Regions from separate parts of the Mus musculus genome. Here region 2 is linked to region 1. The links are chromatin contacts, called in public Hi-C maps. All regions are on one chromosome and are shown on one strand. Each heading gives the region's core, a stretch centred on a gene start, on an enhancer-like site or on the middle of the called end of the contact. The rest is flanking DNA. Distances are from core to core; before and after follow the strand shown.

The links. A called contact is a pair of places that touch in the nucleus more often than the background predicts.
Region 2: a contact with region 1 is called in a Hi-C map of cortical neurons, with 2.3 times the contacts expected there. The contact joins two enhancer-like sites. A contact is called at or near these places in 3 of 39 promoter capture datasets (embryonic stem cells and liver), 1 of 484 Hi-C or Micro-C datasets (cortical neurons), 3 of 115 datasets of contacts at active chromatin or transcription factors (embryonic stem cells, pancreatic cancer cells and stem cell-derived neural progenitor cells) and 1 of 9 other capture datasets (embryonic stem cells).

Annotation. Positions count from the first base shown.
Region 1 is chr6:54,758,615-54,763,111 of GRCm38.p6, reverse strand. No RefSeq gene overlaps it. Among named protein-coding and RNA genes, the nearest start is that of Znrf2, 56 kb to the left of the region's middle. Within about 2 kb of position 2,356, at least 141 of the 459 cell types and tissues checked have an H3K27ac peak or open chromatin away from gene starts, as enhancers often do. A contact at or near this core is called in cortical neurons, where this site is marked.
Region 2 is chr6:55,159,390-55,163,886 of GRCm38.p6, reverse strand. All of the region lies in intron 1 of Gm34358 (a long non-coding RNA gene), which reads right to left. Among named protein-coding and RNA genes, the nearest start is that of Gm34358, 7.2 kb to the right of the region's middle. Within about 2 kb of position 2,241, at least 17 of the 459 cell types and tissues checked have an H3K27ac peak or open chromatin away from gene starts, as enhancers often do. A contact at or near this core is called in cortical neurons, where this site is marked.

The DNA.
Region 1 (4,497 bases), core at 1,107-3,606:
TGGTGACTGTTTATAAAAAAGATAAAGGGAGAAGGAGTGTGTTTTGGTGGAGGTGTAGTCAGGTGTGGGGGGAGGGGGAGCCTTGGTGGGCCCTTGCTGAGGCACCCCTTCCCTCTGAGGACCAGCCACAGGATGGTACAGTAGGGAATAGAGTGTATTCGGGGCGTGGGCAGGGGAGTTGAGAGGGTAGTAGAGACAAAGAACGGGGCGGGGGGAGGTCGAGAGAGAAAGAGAGAGAGAGAGAGAGAGAGAGAGAGAGAGAGAAAGAGAGGCCGGCCATGAGAGAGGAGGGAGGGGAATGGGGAGAGAGGGGGGAAGGGGAGAAATGGGCAGAGTGGGCTTGGCCTAAGAAGGCAAGAGCAAGAGTAGGTGGAGTCAGGCACACCTGGCTATTGCCAGTAACTGTGGGGGCAGAGCTTAGACAAATGCTAACAGTGACACAGTGGTTTGCCAGTGGCACTGGTGTTGATGGCTTCACTTGTGTCTCTGATAAGGTTGTGAGACACTGGCACCTGGGTACGTGTGCAGAGGAGAAGATTGTCACAGTTTCTTTAGAGATAAAGGTATGGGTATCTAAACAGTGAAGTGAGGACAGACGAGTACTCGGGGTAAAGGACAAATGGGAAGGCAGGTCAGAGGAGTGAGGATGGAGAAGCAAAACTGCAAACTAGAAAAGGAGGATACCACCAGGAAGGCTTTGTGGTCAGGGGTCAGCTAAAATTCAACAAGCTCACAGCTAAAGGTTGTTTACTCGGCCCAAGTTCCAAGTATTTAGTTAAATAAAAATACGCAGTAATGTTAGAAGGCACTGAGCCTTAGCAATTCTTCCACACAGGGATGCTTCCTGTGCCCTTGGACCATCCTTTGCATGGGTCTCCTGGGGTGCCTGTGGACAGGGGGAAGTGCTAGGCTTAGTAACTCCCCGCCCACAAGTTAGGTCAGCATGTCCTATCAGAGGAGGGTTCCATTGGCTGATATCCACTTCTGCCTAAACTCCCTGATCTGAGACCGCCTGCCAGCAAGTTACAGTCTCGCCTCTGCCATTTTGCTGACACTCAAGCCTCTCTGTGATGGAGACTCTGGGGAGACACGCAAGGCTTGCCCATCTGAGCATCCCTGTGGCCTTCAGGCCCCTACACTGGATTCCACAGCATCCTCCTGGCACTGGTTTGGGCTATGGCAAATAGCTCCAGGTCTGGGCTTTAGGTTTTCTGGCCACATTTCTGCGACTTCACTCTGGCACCTACCCTGCTCCAGTTTGCAATCCGTGCATGCCTGTCCAGTCCTTGGTGGCTTTCCCACAACCCAGATCTCTCTTCACAGCACTGCCTATGGGAGCATTGTGCTGGCACCTACCATTTATGTTGGTCACCTGGCCTCTGTATCTCAACTGGGGACTCCAGTGGCCCACCTCTTCTGAAGAGAAATTCCCACCTCTGATTATTTCTGCCTTTCTCTTAGAAGAAGGAGATTTATATTGTTATTTTCAAACCAATCCCTTTACTTATTTTTGTAATCCGCTTACTCAGATGCAGGGTCTAATATGCCATTTTAGTTGCATGAAGACTGTTTTGAGGCAGGCTCTGGCCCAGGCTCACCTGAAACTAGCCCAGCCTAGATTCTAATTAGTAATTGTCCTCCCTGGGCCTTCCAAGTACAGGCATATGTCACCATAGGCAGCTTGTTGGAAATTCTCGAAGTTTGATTATTGTTAACATGCTTTATCTTTCTCCATTCTTATGTGTAACATATAGTTGGGTCTCTGGCAGCACTGTTTATTCAGGTCATTGCCATTTAAAATGATCATTACCTGTGACAGAGCAGCAGAAGGGAGGGGCCAGTAAGGTCTGGCATGGAGAAGGGGTGTGGGGAAGGGGAAAGAATAAAGTGTAATCACACAGCTGTGTGAAAACACCATAGAGAAGCACACTTCGGATAGGTAATTTCTCCGAAGCTGGTGAAATGAGCCAATTCAAACCAGATTAGACTATATTAAAGGCAGGTTTGTTGGGAAGCTGCTCCCAGGCAAGTTCACTGGCTCCAAGGATTGAGGTCAGGGGTGTCACCATGGGGAGAGGGGCGAGGAGAGGGATGAGAAAGAGAGAAAGGCTGTGAACAGAGAGAGGAGAGAAGAGAGAGGAAGAGGAGGAGAGGAAGGCCAAAATGTCTGGAATATATAGGGAGGAGCCTGTGGGTGAAGGGCAGCCCACCCCTAGGCTGGAAAGTTCAAGACTGGGAACAGGGTATGCCAGGTAGGGACTGAGGGATGCTGGGAGAACCTGGAGGCCAGGTCTGTTGTGTTAGAATGGAGGCTTGAGTCAGGACAGACCACATCAAGCCAAAGCAGCAACATGTGGTGGAAGAGGGCAAAGGAGGCAGCGAAGAGGAGCCAGAATGTGGTGTTGGAGCCAACCAAGAGTTTCTATTTGGGATGATGAAAGATTTCTGGAAACAGATAATGTTAATAGTTACACTGTAAATATGCCTAATGGCCCGGAATGATACCTTTAAAGATGGTTTGAAATAGTAAATGTCACTTAGTGTTTTTATCTTCAAAGGGGAAAGGAGGTAAAGAGAGTAAGAGGACTGGAGTGAAGGGGGGTGGGGGTGGGGGTGGGGAATGGGGGTGGGGGCGGCTTCCATCTGGAGTGCTCCTGCTTTCTGCCACAGCAGCAAAACTGGGTGTTAGAAGAACCTGTAGGAAACAAAGCCAGTTCTCAGCTTCAGGAACTGCGAAGTCAAAGCTGAATAAGGAAGTGTTTCATCTGTTTAATTAGCATAGTTAATGTAATGTAAATAACAGAGGCTAGGAAGTGACAGGAGGTGGGAGGAGGGGCAAAGCAGCAAACACAAAAAGTCAGTGTGAATGGTGCAAAGATGACAGACACGGAGACAGAAGGGCTGATAAAAGTCGGATTCGGCTCACTCCAAAGACCTGAGGACAGACAGCAACGTGACAACGGAGACGCCACGTGCCGGCAAGCTAAGTGGGTGTAGTGTGGAGACTCTTTGTTTAAAGTTCATTTGAGATTGGTGTCAGTGGAGCAACAGTGATAGGAAAGGCAGACCCAGGAGAACAGCTGACTCAGTCACTCCCACCAGGTGCCTGACAGGCTTGCAGTAAACACAGGCTTTACACACCCCGGAGGATCCTGCTGCAAATTAAAACACAACCTTAACTGTGCACATGGCACCAACTCTTTGTGTCTGCAGACACTTTGAAGATCAGAGGTCTCTTCTTTTCCCCTTAAAAGTAAAACCAGTTTTGTTTTTAACTGAACCAACAGGAGCAAAGATTTCGGCTAGTTATTCATGATGTTGTTTTCCCCTGCGCTCACCATACTTTCCCAGGTCATTTTGACCTTCCCCTTGCCTAGCAACCGTCTCCCACTCCTGATGAATACTTCTTTCTCTTGCCACGTAAATTTTCTAATGGTTTACTCTACCTGGTAGCTATTGAACACCGAGAGAAAGTGTTAATTCATGGATAGAAGGGGACTGGAGTCTCAGGCGTTTGTCAACAGCCTGAAACAACAGATGTTGAGAAGTTCTGCAAGCCTGGTCCTGTGGGAAGAGAACCACAACCCATCAGTCATGTCTGCAGGGAACAGGCAGTTCCAGAACCAGAACCATCTCTTGGTCAGCCCAGTCGCTACTTCTTTTAGCCATAGTCACAAATAGTTCATTCTTGTCTAGGGTCCAGCTCTGTTCAAAGTGAGTGCAGTTGCAAAAGTCTGTCCTAAGAAGTTAACATAAGCCGAGTGGTTCAAAGCGGCAAAACCCTATTCCCTCGAGTTTCTAGAGGCTGGGGGTTGGAGGACGCGAGTCTAGTTTGTTATGATCACAAAAAGAGAAAGGGTATAATATACGTTCTATGCGGGTGTAGGGGAAAGGGGCTTGGCGGGCCTATGCCAAAGCATCTCTCTCTCTGAGAGACCAGCCACAAGACGGTATAGTATAAAATAGAGTTTATTCAGGGCATGGGGAGGGGAGTTAAGAGGGTAGTAGAGGCAGAGAAAGGCAGAGAGCAGGAGAGAGTAGGGAAGTAGAGGCTGGCCATGAACATGTGTGTGGGGGGGGGCGGGGGGGAAGGCAATGGAGAGAGAGGGGGAACAAGGAGAAAGGGAGAGAATAGAGAGGCAGGAGAGGGAAGAGGGGCCAAGCAGCCCCTTTTATAGTGGGCCAGGCCTACCTGGCTGCTTCCAAATAACTGTGGGGGTGCATTCCAGACAGAATACCAACATAGTTTTTGATGAAAACTCTGGGTGGGAACATTTTGCACTGTGTCCCCTTGCTTCTGATGTGTCTAGCAGGTCCAAGTAGGTCTGGGCTTGTAGCCTTTGACCTTTCTGTCTTGTCATGTTTTAGTCGTTATTGTTTGTTTGTTTGTTTAATAAGAATACTAGTACTGCATTAGAGGTTCACCTTATTTCCAAATGACTTCATCTTAGCCGATCTATCTACAATCTTAACTTATCGACTTATCTTAACTTGCAA
Region 2 (4,497 bases), core at 992-3,491, 400 kb before region 1:
AAGACAGTGTTGAGCAGATACACTCACAGGCTAATCTGATTGGAGGCTACTCCTCGAATGAGGTTTCCTTTCCTAGGTAACTCTAGTTTGTTTCAAGCTAACAAAAACCAACCAGCATAGCTTATGAGCAAAAACATACGATGTTTTGTCTTTCTGAGAGTACTATAATTTACGTAATATTATTATGTCCAGTTACACTGTTTTCCTACAACCAACCATACCACATTCTCTGTATCCATTCTTCTCTTGTTGACAGCTTCCCTGTTTCAAGAGAGAGGTTTGCAGAAGAGAAGCTACCAAGATCCCCCTGTGGGGACCACTTCTCCCCAAGGCCATGCCCTTCAGATAGCAAGCATAGGGCGGGGATTAGTGGTTAGAAGGCTTGTGTGAGCCCTCCATGAGTGCATAGAGAGTCACTGTGTGAGGTCGTGCTCCGAGAGCCAAACACGGGGCCTGACACATACTAGGTGCGCAGTAAATAACTGCAGAGTAATTAAAATAACCCGCCTATTAGTCAGGGTTCTCTAGAAGAAAAGAACTGACAGAATGATTAAATTTGTCTTAGTCACTGTTCTATTGTTATAAAGAGACACCAGGACCAAGCCACACTTACAAAAGAAAGCATTTAATTAGGGGCTTGCTTACAGTTTCAGAGGGTAGTCCATGACCATCACAGCGGGGAACATGACAGCATACATGATACTGAGAGCTTTACATCCAATCCAAAGGCAGCCGGCAGAGAAAGAAACATGCCATGGGCTTTTGAAACCCCAAAGTCCACCCTCAGCTTGTCCAGTGATTTCTGTCTCCCAGTGGAAAGGCTATAAATTCAGTTGTTGCTACTGTTCATGAGGCTAGATATTTCTGCTAGTCTTCAGTCTACATTGGAATCCCAAAGATGAAGCTTCTAATCGTAGTAAAAAAAAAATTTAAAAATTAAAAAAACAAAAAAACAAAAAAAACTTAGCAGCAGGCTAGATAAACTTTCCAGTAACTGTGAACGCAATCAGGCAAAAAAGCAAAAGCCTCCATCTCTCATATTGTGCTCCCACCAGAAGGCGTGGCCCAGATTTAGGACAGGTCTTCCCACTTTAAATGATCCAATAAAGAAAACACCTCACAGGCATGCCCAGTTGCTTGGGTTTTAGTCAATCCCAGATGTAGTAAAATTGACAACCAAGACCACCAACCACACCCTCCATTTTGCAGATGCATAAATTGGAGCTCAGAGAACATAAAGACCCGCCTTGGGTAAGTAAGGGGTAGCCTGGGTTTCCATCCTATCTGTGCCTGGCTGCCATGGGAATGGATAGATGATGAGATTAGGTGCCCCGTGTGTTCTGTGCCCAGGGCAGAGAGGCCAACAAGGTGGATCCCAGGGCCTATATAATCTTCATCAACAGAAGGACAGACTGGCAGGGACCCTGGCTCTGCCTCATGGAAGCCTGAAGCCCAGAGTTTGCATCTCTCCTGGTGAGCAGAGGAGAGCTCCCCTGGGGCTGGGGTAGATATAACACAAGCTTCTTCCCGGAAGTGTGGGGCCCGGCACGGGGCCCTCATTGGGACAGGTGGCTTCATTCCTGGGCCTGTCAGAGCTCTGGAGTAGGAATCTGCCTTCCCTCCCTTCTAGGAAAACGCCCTCTTGCTTTGGAGGACTCTAATTGCCGTCACCACCAGCATCGTGGTGGCGACCTTTCTGAAAACTGTCCTGTGCTTTTATAGCAAGAAGAACTTGCCACAAAATGGATCCGATGGCACCAGGAATGAAGCCACCTGCCCCATGAAGGGCTCTGTGCGAGGACACACATTTCCTGGAAGAAGTCTTTCCTATATACACCCCACCCCCAGGGGAGCTCTTCCCTGTTCGCCACAAAGATGCAGACTTGATGCTCCATGCTGGTATCCATGAGACAGAGCCTGGGTCCTTGTCAGTCTGTGCTGTTGATGAAGATTGTGCATCCCCTGGGATCTACCTTGCTGGCCTCTCTGTCTGGGGCACAGAGCACACGAGCCATCTACTCATGACTACCCCCAGGGCGGGGTGGGACCACAGCTTCAGGAATGTTCAGCGTACCATCCACCCTAGGCCCCTGTACTCTTAGCTGCTTCAGCCCAGCATCCTCCTGTTTCCTCTTCCGATGCTGGTCCCCACCAGCCTTCTTTCCTGTCTCTCTCCTGCTCATACTGGAGCCCAGCCAGAGCTTCCCACAAACCTCACGGTACAGCAATACTTGCTGCATAAATAGTAAGTGGTGAGTCACAAAACACGGTATCTATAGAAGACCTATTGTTTGCAGGCATTGAACACCAGGGACAAACCAGGTGAAATATCTCTGTTAGAAGAAACAAAACCACAGGAACACTTGGTGGGTCTTAAGTAGGACAACAACGAGTAGGTTGAGGGGTGTAGGACAAGCTGCTGTTGCAGTTGCAAGTCCTGTGGGTTTGCCAGTTCCTAGAAGCAGAACAGTGAAGAGGTTTTGGGGATTTGCCCTAGAACAGGCAAGGGAGTGGGAGGAACCATCTTTATTCAGCCTGGTAGCGGGAGCTCTGGGCATTCTATATACATACTCTGCCTTGAAATCTTCTGTCACACTACAACAAGTACAGTGGCCTGCTCCCCAATCTAGTAACAGTATCATCTTCTCCAAGAGAGACAGCTCCTTTTGCCCTTTAATTGGATGAGAGCCAGGCCAGGCAGACTGTTTCTAAGTGAACTGGCTTATTACACTGCACATAAAACCGGAAGAAGCAAAAACATATAACAGGAGGAATAGATGAAAATACCAGACAAACCAGGTGGTAGAAAGTCACCTGAGAACAGAACACTAGCAAGGAAAATAATAGCTTGTGCCCACAAAAGAAACTGCCAAAGTGGCTCAAGAGACCACCCTTCAAGGTGATTCCTATGGGTAGGAGTGTCGCCATAGTGCCAAGGATAGAGATGGAGAAGTTCACTGGGGCAGGGTCTCGGGTCAGGCACTCAGTCTGACGGTGTTTGTATTTATAGCCATAGAAAGTATTATCTGAGCTCTTGGATGTCCATTTCAGGGGAAAGGCCCAGGTACGGACAGTGTCATTTACATATGGATGCACAGTTGCCAATGTGGCTGTCAGCCAGTTGTCAGGGTGACTATTAGCCACCCATTTGGCTCCGTTAGAGCTTTTGTTAGAAGTTCAAGATGGAGTTGGTGCTGTCAAAGCATGATCTCATTAATCATAATTAGAATACCAATTTGCTCCGTATCACAAGAACCACATCACAGCAAAGGACATGTCTCAAGGCTTCTACAACCCTGTGTTAGTCAACTGGCGGCCGTGGACTGTCTAGACCTGGAATAGAAAGGAAGTGGACTCTCTCAGCAAAGCAGCTGACCTTCCATAAAACAATGCACAGGACTAGAGGGAAGCAGGTGTGAGGAGTGCCCAGTATGGCTGAAGAGTGTCTCTATGAAGTGACCTTTGAAGAAGGAGAGGGGAAAAGAAGCGCAAGAAGTGTCCAGTGAGGGGCTGGTGAGATGGCTCAGCAGGTAAGAGCACCCAACTGCTCTTCCGAAGGTCCTGAGTTCAAATCCTAGCAAACACAAGGTGACTCACAACCATCCATAAGGAGATCTGACTCCCTCTTCTGGAGTGTCTGAAGACAGCTACAGTGTACTTACATATAATAAATAAATAATTCTTTAAAGATGGGAGGTAATCTTTTTTAAAAAGAAGTGTCTAGTGAAGTATCTTTGAGAGAATGGCCAGTGCCAGAGCCCTGGGGTCACTGAAATAGCATCTGGCAGATTAATGCCTGGGAGGAGAATGAAGGGGGCGGGGGTTAGGGGGACATAGGATGTGTTCATGCACAGCTCTATATATCGCTGCAAGGCCCATCATCTTACTCTGGGAAAGTTAGGAGGCACTGAAGACACTTCAGCTGAGGGATGACATGGTCATGACATCAAGTGACTAGAAAGCTGCATCCCCAGGGGTACTGCTCCTCGGTGGGCAACTGACCATCAGGTCTTTCACCCCCTACTCCCATCCAACCCAAGCCTGCAGGCAGAGGGGCCCATCATCTCTTCTATCTGAGGCAAGAGAAGCAGGAGCAACAGAGGAGGGGAGGAGTGGGAGAGAACCACTGGGCTCAGCCTGGCCCTTGGGTGATTTATTGGGCACATGATGGTAGAGGAACCTAGGCACTCGCTAGAGAGGCAGAAGCTTCCTCTGGTCCCAGCCTGGCTCAAAGGGCTTTAGAAGTAATACCCCCAAATAATTAAAAAGAGATTTGCTGTCCCACCTCTCGGCCTCTGGAGAGGGATATTCATCAGCAAATGAATTAAAACCAAATCTAACAATTTACATGACTCAAGCTACAGGCCAGGGAGCTGCCAGAAAACTGGATGCTATGGTTATGCTAATGCAGCATAGCCCTGCCCTGGACATCCTCCCTGCACTGGGGCAGGCCCTGGCTCCACTCCCTGCTCCTCAGCTTCAGCTCACCCAGGCAGT